Regions from separate parts of the Mus musculus genome. Here regions 1 and 3 are each linked to region 2. The links are chromatin contacts, called in public Hi-C and HiChIP or PLAC-seq maps. All regions are on one chromosome and are shown on one strand. Each heading gives the region's core, a stretch centred on a gene start, on an enhancer-like site or on the middle of the called end of the contact. The rest is flanking DNA. Distances are from core to core; before and after follow the strand shown.

The links. Hi-C and Micro-C count contacts between places; a contact is called where the count stands out from the background. HiChIP or PLAC-seq counts read pairs in DNA pulled down with a chosen protein or histone mark.
Region 1: a Hi-C map of bone marrow-derived macrophages shows a contact between it and region 2, with 43 read pairs. The contact joins the enhancer-like site here to the promoter of Lncbate6 in region 2. A contact is called at or near these places in 1 of 15 datasets of contacts at CTCF or cohesin (large pre-B cells), 12 of 484 Hi-C or Micro-C datasets (the C2C12 cell line, CD4 T cells, CD8 T cells and 6 more), 5 of 115 datasets of contacts at active chromatin or transcription factors (T-cell acute lymphoblastic leukemia, acute myeloid leukemia, large pre-B cells and 2 more) and 1 of 9 other capture datasets (embryonic stem cells).
Region 3: a BATF HiChIP or PLAC-seq map of CD8 T cells shows a contact between it and region 2, with 10 read pairs. The contact joins the enhancer-like site here to the promoter of Lncbate6 in region 2. A contact is called at or near these places in 3 of 15 datasets of contacts at CTCF or cohesin (CD8 T cells, large pre-B cells and pro-B cells), 7 of 484 Hi-C or Micro-C datasets (the C10 cell line, bone marrow-derived macrophages, double positive thymocytes and 4 more), 5 of 115 datasets of contacts at active chromatin or transcription factors (CD8 T cells, T-cell acute lymphoblastic leukemia, acute myeloid leukemia and 2 more) and 2 of 9 other capture datasets (embryonic stem cells and embryonic tail).

The regions. Positions count from the first base shown.
Region 1 is chr13:37,738,469-37,741,591 of GRCm38.p6, reverse strand. No RefSeq gene overlaps it. Among named protein-coding and RNA genes, the nearest start is that of Gm40918, 5.3 kb to the right of the region's middle. Within about 2 kb of position 1,326, at least 27 of the 459 cell types and tissues checked have an H3K27ac peak or open chromatin away from gene starts, as enhancers often do. A contact at or near this core is called in acute myeloid leukemia and bone marrow-derived macrophages, where this site is marked.
Region 2 is chr13:37,538,706-37,541,888 of GRCm38.p6, reverse strand. Lncbate6 (a long non-coding RNA gene) reads right to left here and starts at 1,753. Exons shown (of 3, transcript XR_382205.2): 1 at 481-1,753.
Region 3 is chr13:37,690,319-37,693,618 of GRCm38.p6, reverse strand. No RefSeq gene overlaps it. Among named protein-coding and RNA genes, the nearest start is that of AI463229, 24 kb to the right of the region's middle. Within about 2 kb of position 1,383, at least 38 of the 459 cell types and tissues checked have an H3K27ac peak or open chromatin away from gene starts, as enhancers often do. A contact at or near this core is called in CD8 T cells, T-cell acute lymphoblastic leukemia and pro-B cells, where this site is marked.

The DNA.
Region 1 (3,123 bases), core at 77-2,576, 200 kb before region 2:
AGCAAATGCTAGGATGACAGGTATGTGCCACCACACCTCTTGAGCCTCTTTTCTTTCTTGTCCCTTCTTGAGATAAGATCTCCTTATACAGCTCTAGCTAGCCTAGAATGGACCAAGCTGGCCTTGAATTCAGAGATATCCATCTGCCTCTGCCTTGCTAGTGCTGGAATTAAGGGCACACCCCACCACACCCTTTCACATCTTTAGCCTCCGAATTTGATACAGGTGACTGCCAGATGCCTGGATCCTGAATGAGGCAGCCATATCCTATGGAGCATCTGCACTCAGAATTACACACGACACATCTCCTGCCCCCCCCCCCCCAAAACCGGTACAGCTCTGTTCCCTCAGCATCTACTCTAGCTTCTTGTTCTGTGGAAAACCAGTCTTTCAAGACAATGGATTGTGGGTCAGCAGTGACTTTCCTGCAGAGCTATTTATATTTTCCTGGGAGATTCCTGGTAGTATTGCCAGTGTCTTCATCTAAATTAATATATTTTTTCTACTGCAGGGAATTTGAGGTATGTGGTGTGATAAGCCATGCAGATAATTTTTCGTGGGAGAAGGGTCCTTTCCAGCACCCCCTCTCTGTGCAAGAGACCGCACAGTTTATAAACTACCCTGTGTAGTTGCTCGGTGTCTGCTTCCTGGTCTATAAATAAATAGAGATGATGGTTTTATAATCACTTCCTGCTCTTACATTTCTGACTCCGTAAAAGAAATGATTTCTCAGAACTAGTGAGAGAGAGAGGTCACCTCCTTCATTTTTCTAGACTCTCAGGGATCACTGATTCTTATAATTTCCATTGAACATTCACACACTCAGGCACACTGCACACGATAGCTGAAAGGCGGAAGCAACCCCAGAGTATTAAAGGATAGATGGAGAAAGAGGTATGAGAAGTATAGCCCGGGAGTGTTCCTGGATCTAAAAGGAAGTCAGACAAAGTACAACATGCCTGAAAACTAAAGTCTATGTTAAAAACAGTAAGCCACTCCCATGTTCATATATACATAACATGCAAACACACAAATATACACACATGTATACATGCACCTCACACACATATATACACACAAACATATATACATACATACGTGTGCTGGTTAGTTAGCTTGTTTTTTGTCACATCTTGACACAAGCCAGAATCACCTAAAAAGAGGGAATGCCAATGCCAGGGGAAGCAAGAGGGAATTGCTTCCATTAGGTTTGCCCGTGGGGCATTTTCTTGATGAATTATTGACTCAGGAGGGCCCAGCCCACTGTGGGTGGTGCTACCCCTGGCAAGTGATCCTGAGTTTTATCAAATAGCAGAATAAGCCTCAGAAAACTAGCCAGTAGGCAGCGTTTCTCCAAGTCCACTGTCTCAGCATCGCCCTCCAGGTTCCGGCATGAGTCTCTGCCCTGTCTTCACTTCATGCTGGACTGTGACTGGCATGGGTGAGCTGAATAAGTCCTTTCCTCTCCAAGATGCTTTTAGTCATGGTATTATCACTGCAGTAGAAAGCAAACTAAAACACAACATGACACACACACACACACACACACACACACACACACATCCCTACATGAATCTACTAATCGCTACCTAGAAGAGACCAATGTGAAGAAACAGACCAGTGTTGTCAGCCTTAGAGAGAAAGAGAAATGAGGAATGTTGTCTTTGGTTGTTAGAGTTTCTATTGTTACTAGACCAGGCTGGCCTTGCAAGTGCTGGAATTAAAGGCACACCCCACCACACCCTTTCATATCTTTAGCTTCCCCTCACTTCAGATCTGATTATTTGAAAGTATGTAACACACACACACACACACACACACACACACACACACACACACACACATATATATATATATATATGTTTTTTGAGACAGGGTTTCTCTGTATAGCCCTGGCTGCCCTGGAACTTACTTTGTAGACCAGGCTGGCCTCGAACTCAGAAATCCGCCTGCCTCTGCCTCTGCCTCCCGAGTGCTGGGATTAAAGGCGTGCACCACCACCGCCCAGTGTAACTTATTGATATTAAGAACAATGTTGTTACAAAACCGTCAACTGTCCCCAGAGCTCTTCCATTTCCTGATCTGGAACCCAAGCACTCTCATGCCCATCTCTTCCAGTCCTGGTGTGTATGTGTGTGTGTGTGTGTCTGTCCACAAACGTGCTACAGTGCTTGTGTGGAGGTCAGAGAACAGCCTGTGGGAATGGATTCTTTCCTTCCTCCAAGCGGGTCCTGACGAGAACTCACTTCATTAGGCTTAGCAGCAAGCACTTTGCCCACTGAGCTGTCTCATCAGTCCATCACATCTGTAAAGTGACCCAGTCCAGACACCTTAAATAAGTAGAATCACTAATATCATTGTGAATGTGTGGTGGTTTGAATGTGGTTGGCCCAGATAGCAGCATCATTAGGAGATGTTGCCTTGGTGGAGGAAATGTGTCACTGTGGGTGTGGGCTTTAAGGCACTCATCCTAGCTACCTGGAAGCCAGTCTTCTTTTTGTCTTCAAAACAAGATGAACTCTCAGCTCCTCCTGCTCCATGCTTGCCTAGGTGCTGCCATGTTTCAGCTTTGATGATAATGGACTGACCCTCTGAGCCTGTAACCCAGCCCCAAGTAAATGTTTTCCTTAATAAGAGTGGCTTTGCTCATGGTGTCTCTTCACAGCAGCAAAACCCTAAGAGGTTAATTCATTAACCGAGTACAGCATCTTCAGGGACTAGCCATGTTACAGCATGTACCAGATTCCTCTTAAAGGCTGCAGAATAGTCCATTGTGTATACCCTATTTTGTTTATTCCTTCAACTTAGTACATATTTGGGTTAGTTTATTATTATAGGTAATTTTAGAAATTGCAGAAAGATGTAAAGAAATGGCAAAGTTCTATCATAATTCTGTCACTCATAGTCATTGATAACATCTTTCTGGTGATAAGCTTTGACATTTATAAACAATACTTCACAACTATAAGTATAATGTCTTCAAACATGTCTCTTTCTCTGAATCTCTAATAATGATTCTTAAAGTGGGAGTAGACTTTTTTTATTTTTAAAACCACTTAACAAAGACTGTCAAGGGAACTCTGGAAAGAACTGTAGTTTTACCACAAGGAAGTTGAAGCATAG
Region 2 (3,183 bases), core at 504-3,003:
AGACCTGTGAGAGCCAAAACCACCAGTTGCCAGGGAGGGCATCCGCTCCTCGGAGGAGGAGTCTGCTCCATTGTCAGGTTCTGTGGCAGAGCATTTGTCAGCTCAGACACGTCAAGGAAATGTCACTCATTGGAAAAGGACCTACTGTGGCCAGATGTCCCTCCCCCCGGGGCAGTGGGTGTCATTCTCTTTCTCTCTGGCTTTCTGTCTGTCTGTCTGTCTCTGTGTATCTGTATTTCTCTCTCTCTCTCTCTCTCTCTCTCTCTCTCTCTCTCTCTCTCTCATGTGTGTGTGTGGTGTATGTTCACACATATTTTTAGAGAGACTTTTTTACTGTGTAAAAAAAGTAGGCTGGTCCTAAACTCTGAACGCTGGACACCTCCTCCTCCTCCTCCTCCTCCTCCTCCTCCTCCTCCTCCTCCTCCTCCTCCTCCTCTTCTAGTCTCGGGATACCAAGGAGCTAGAATGGCAAGCACTTACCACTGTCTGTGCCTGGTGTGCCTCATTTTCGGAAGTCTCCAGCAGTCTGGCTGTAGAGGTTGCAGTGGGATCAGGCTTCTTTCCAGTTCCCTCTCTGACCCTTCCCCATTTCTTCCACAGAGCCTGGGGCTCTGGGCTCCTCTTCCTCCTCCCACAGTCTGTCTCCTGTGGTGTTAAATTTCACCCACACTGGGGTCTTTGTTAAACTGACCTTCATTGTATTTCCTCGTAGCTTTGCCTGACCACAGATGCTGGCCAGAGGCAGGAAACAGAGCTGTCCTTCAGAATGGACCCCAGTGGCATCCATGTCCCATGCTGTGATCATTGTACTGAGGTGTGGCTGCAGAGAGCATCCCTGGCTGGCCACCGGTGGGCACTCATATATTCAGATCTACTTCTCTGTGTGCAAGCACAGGTGTGTGTCCCTCTGCATATGTGTTAGTGCCTGGGGAGCTGAGAGTGACACTGAGCATCTTCTTCAACTACTTTCCTCATTAAAACACACACACACACACACACACACACATACACACACACACACTTATTGTTATATATATGGGTGTTTTGCATGCTCGAGTGTCTTTGCATCACATACATTCCTGATGACCCTGAAGGCCAGGAGAGGACATTGGATCTCCAAGAACTAGAATTACAGATGGTTGTGAGCATCCATGTTGGATGCTGGGACTTGGACCCAGGTCCTCTGGATGAGCAGCTGATGCTCAAAACCTTCAGCTCCATCCTCCTTACTTTTTAGAGAGAGGGCCTCTCAGTGAATCTGGAGCTCCATTTTTGACAGACCTTGGGAACAAGCCCCAATGATCCCGCTGCCTCTTCATCCCCAGTCCTGGGATCACAGGCGCAGCACTGCACTTAGCTCTTATGGGGGTGCAGGGGATCGTGCAAGCACTTTACATACTGAGCTGTTTCCCCAGGTCCCTCAAGTCTGCTTTTCTTAAATGAAAAACCAAACAAAACTCGTTGCGCAGTGAGAGATACGAACACTGAGTGGTGTTGAAGGTGAAGGCCAGTCCTGCCCCAGTTGACTTGGTACCCTTGTTACATGCTCTCATTGGCTAACTGAGTTAGGTGGCTGCTATTTCTCCAAGGACTCTAATTTTCAGTGTTCTGTTACCTGCAGTTACAAATACGCTCATATCAGACAATGCAGTTATAAAGCAAGACAGCAAACGCAAAGGATTACTGTGGTTTATTTTTTGTGTCTTTTGAGATGTGATCTTGCTCTGTAGCCTTGAGGAGCCTAGAGCTCACTATGTAAACCAGGCTGGCCTCAAACTCAGAGAGATTTACCGTCTCTGCCTCCCAAGTGCTAAGTTTAAAGGCATGTACCACCATGCCTGGCTTCTGATTCATTTTAATATTTAAAATTTATTATTATTATTATTATTTTTACAGTGTTAAGGGTTCAGCCTAGGGTCCCGAAGGTGGTAGGCATGTACTTTCCTGGGCTACATCTCCTATTCCTACTTGTTTTTTCTTTTTTAATTTTATTTACTTTATTTGGCTTTGTTTGTTTATGCACAAAAAATGGTTTGCCAGCATGTATGCATGTGTATCATGGGCATACGTGGTACCTGTGGAAGTCAGAAGAGGGCGTCAGATCCCCTGGAACTGGAGTTACAGATGGTTGTGAGTAGCCATGTGGGTGCTAGGACTTGAACCCAGGTCCTCTGCAAGAACAGTAAGCACAACTAACTGCTGAGCCATCTTTCTAGCTCTCTACTCTGAGTTTTTTCTTAAATGCAAAATTTATCTTCAGAAGTGACTAGGAAACTTTTAGAAATAGATCCACAATTTTTCCTTTGGATATAATAGATTCTGAACTGATCCAGCATATACACACTATTTATGTTTCAGAATTAGACCCTTTGAGCCCCCCTGGAAAGTGCATATCCTTTATTGGGAAGGGGGGCAAAGAGTCTCTACTGGTGTAGTAGCAGTGGTGTGTGTGTGTGCGTGTGCGTGTGCTTGTGTGTGTGTGTGTGTGTGTGTGTGTGTGTATGTGTATGTGTGTGTGTGTGTGTGTGTGCACCAGCTCGTGTGAGAAGCAGGAATAGAGGGAGAATTCATCTGGATCATGTGCAAGGAACATAGGATTATGATATTATTTCTGCCTAATGAGGAACCTGCAATGCTAACAGAACAATATTATAGTGTAAAATAGGCCTGCCAGAGAAAGAGGGTGATGGGGACACCTGTCAGTCAGTTAACGCGGGCTGAAAGGGCTTATGGGAAACTATTCCGGAGGAGCTGGCATCTGGCCTGTAGATTGGCTAGTCTTATGGTGGTGACAAAGTGCCCCATGTAAAGAACTTGAGGGAAGATTTGCTGATGCTCACAGCTTCGGAGGCGTCAGTCTGTGGCTGCTTGGCTCCATTCTCTTGACAGAGCATCGTGAAGGTGGGAGGGCGGGATGAAAAAGCTTCTTCATGGCAGAAGCTGAGAGATGGGTACAGGAAGGACCAGGTCAAGATACAACACCACAGAGTCACCCACGGCGACCTAATACTCCGGCTGGTAGCAGCCTCTTACTTTTTGTAGCATCTCCAAGCCATGCTTCCAAATTATAAATCCATCAAGGGGTTGGTTAATCCACTGATTAGCTCAGAGCCCTTAGGATCCAGTCACTTGTCCTCATCCGCCTAGTCAGTGAAGGGACACTTCACACTCCATAACAGCATG
Region 3 (3,300 bases), core at 134-2,633, 150 kb before region 2:
ACACAGACTGTGCTTAATGACCTGAAAATGGCTGTAAGTAATATTTGTGGATGTATCTTTGACCACAGGCTGAAGTGATATGAACCTAAGTTGATAGAGAAGGAAATTGAACTTCTGGATACTAAAGTTCGGGAGGGAACTAGTTGAAGAATTGAGCGTGCTTGCTTCTGTTTGTTTTACCGCTGAGAAGTTTGGCGTGTGAGGCAAGCCTGAACCGGCTTATCAATGGTGTTCCCTCGTGCTTGGCTTTCCTTACATGCAGTGACATTCCAAGACATGGCGACTGCGGTGAGGCTTAGGGAAACAACATGGGTGCAGTAACCAGCACCCGTATGGAGGTTCATAACTTCCTGTCATTTCAACTCTAGGGGGATGAGATGCCTGCTTCTGGCCTCTCTGTGAACTTAGCATCACATGGTGCATGTGCACACACACACACACACACACACACACACGCACGCACGCACGCACGCACGCACGCATGCACACATAAAACAAACCTTCAAAATGCGGTCTTGACTGATGACTTTTTTTTTTTTTTTTTTTTTTTTTTATTGTATAAGGTGAATTGACCATCATAGCCATTCTGAGGTGTTGTAGAATCAGGGACACTTAGGTTGTTGACCACCACCACGTCCTTTCAGAAGTTTGTCATTGTCAAACTGAAACTCACTCCAATCAACACTAGTTTCTCTCTCCCCTTCCCCCATGCCCTGGCCACCTCACTCTGCTTTCTGTCTGTATGGATCTGACTACTCTTGGTCGGTACCCCACATAAGTGACACAGTCGTGGTCTTTTGGGGACTGGCTTGCTTCATTCAGTCAGCATCATCGAGAGTTGAGCACACATTGGATATGCCTTTTTCCAAAATAAAATAGTGCTTCATTGCATGTGCTTTGAACCCCTCCATCTGTCAGAATGGATGTGAGTAGCTTCCACCTACTGGCTGCCTCTTGTGTATGATGTTGCCATGAACACAGATGTGTGTGTATCCTCTCAGATCCCTACTTTCCGTCTTCCCTTCTCACGTACGTGTTCTTTGTCACCATAAACACTGAGAGTTCATACTCTTCTTTCTTTGCAGAACAGCATTTTAGGATCCTCTTTTTTTTTTTTTTTGTCCTAGAGATAAGATGTACAAACAGCCAAGTGTGTCTGGGACCATGTTGCTGGCAATAAGTGTGTGCAGAAATCAACTTTGCTTTGTGTTTTCAATTGTGTTTTTAAATCACGACAGTATTTGCGACTCCATCTAGGCGCATTGAGCAGTTGGTCTTTCTGGCCAACAAACAGGTGGTTTCTTCTTGGAGGCTGTGCAGAAGGCCGTGGCCCATGACTCTGCAGTGGGGGCTCCTGCCAGCTCCTCTGTGGCTTCATAATGCTCTGCACATGTTCCCTTGAGCTGACACCTGCCCACCCCATCAGCCCCTGTCATTTCCTTCCCTGTGTTTCAGATTGAGCTTTCAAAGCCCGGAGCAGCTGCTTAGCCAAGAAGTCATTTAGAAAATGGAAATAAACCACCCAGTACCTCAAGAAAGCTCCTTCTCTGAATCACATCAAAAAAAAAAAAAATGTCTTTACTCACATCTTGTTCATGATGCCCAGGAGGCCAAGGAACCATTCTACCCAAGGGTAGGTTTTGTGGGGACCTGCCTGGCAGTTCAGTTTTGTGGGGAGCCAACACACTCAGTTTGGTGGGGGTGGTCCTGTCTGCTTCATCCTGAAAAGTTCATTCTGGGTCTTGGGAGCCCTCAGACCCATTACCCTCACCCCCCACCCCCACTCCACCCTGTTAGAGCTCTCCTTTGCTAAGATCTTTCCTGTCCATAATCTCCTCCCTCAGAGATCTCTCCTCAAGAAGTTCCCCCTCAGAGATATCCTCCCTCCTCAGAGATATCCTCCCTCCTCAGAGATATACCTTCCTCAGGTCTTCTCCCTCAGTGATCTCCTCCCTCAGAGATCTCTAGAGGTCGCCCTTAGAGATCTCCTCACTCCTCAGAGATTTCCTCCCCTGTCAGAGATCTCCTCCTTCCTCAGATATCTCCCCCTTAGAGATCTCCTCCCCTGAGCCATCTCTTCCCCCTCAGAGATCTCCTCTCCCTCAGAGGTCTCCCCGACATAGAACGTCCCCTCAGAGAGTTCTTCCTCAGGCGACAGTCTCTATTAAAGGGTTGTTTCTTTGTGTGAGTCTCAAATTTGTCTTCAGTTTAAATCAAACAAATTAATAATGGAATGGATGGGATGAATTTTGATCTCTCAGTCTCTCTTTCTTAAGGAGCATTGATGAGCCCCTTACTAGTACATGATTAGCCAAGTGTGTGGAGGGCTCCTGGTAGGATTCTCTAGGAAGGGAAGGGAGGTATCATGGGTATAACATGTGGGTTAGAGCAGTGGCGAGAGGGTGCAGCGACACCATTCTGGGTCGCTTGCTCAGACCATCTACCCTACAGCCCAGGGGAGGCTTTTATTGCCTCCCCTCCCTACAGGGCAACAGTCCCAAGCCTCACTTCTCAGTTGTGCTGCTGTTTGGAATCATGGGTATAAAAGGATTGCAGCCTTCTCTCTCTATCTGGTACACAGTTCTCTCCACCTTTTATACACCTCTGAAAAACTTGAGTATTGGGAGAGATGGCTTAGTAGTTGAGAGTACTAGCTGCTCCTCCAGAGGACCCAGCTTCAATTCCCATCACCCAAATGGCAGATCACAACTCTCTGTAACACCTGCTGTAGCACCTCTGTAACACACCTGAAGGACATCTGACACCCTCAAAAAGACATGTATGCAGATACCCCCTTGCCCCCCAAATAACAAAAACCATGAGTAGCCAGGTGTATGGCCTTATCTCAGAACTTGGGAACTTGAGGCAGAGGCAGAGGCAGAGGCAGAGGCAGAGGCAGAGGCAGAGGCAGAGGCAGAGGCAGAGGCAGAGGAGGCAGAGGAGGCAGAGGAGGCAGAGGAGGCAGAGGAGGCAGAGGAGGCAGAGGAGGCAGAGGCAGAGGAGGCAGAGGCAGAGGAGGCAGAGGAGGCAGAGGCAGAGGCAGAGGCAGAGGAGGCAGAGGAGGCAGAGGAGGCAGAGGAGGCAGAGGAGGCAGAGGAGGCAGAGGCAGAGGCAGAGGAGGCATAGGCAGAGGAGGCATAGGCAGAGGAGGCATAGGCAGAGGAGGCAGAGGAGGCAGAGGAGGCAGAGGAGGCAGAGGCAGAGGCAGAGGAGGCAGAGGAGGCAGAGGAGGCAGAGGAGGCAGAGGCAGAGGCAGAGGAGGCAGAGGAGGCAGAGGAGGCAGAGGAGGCAGAGGCAGAG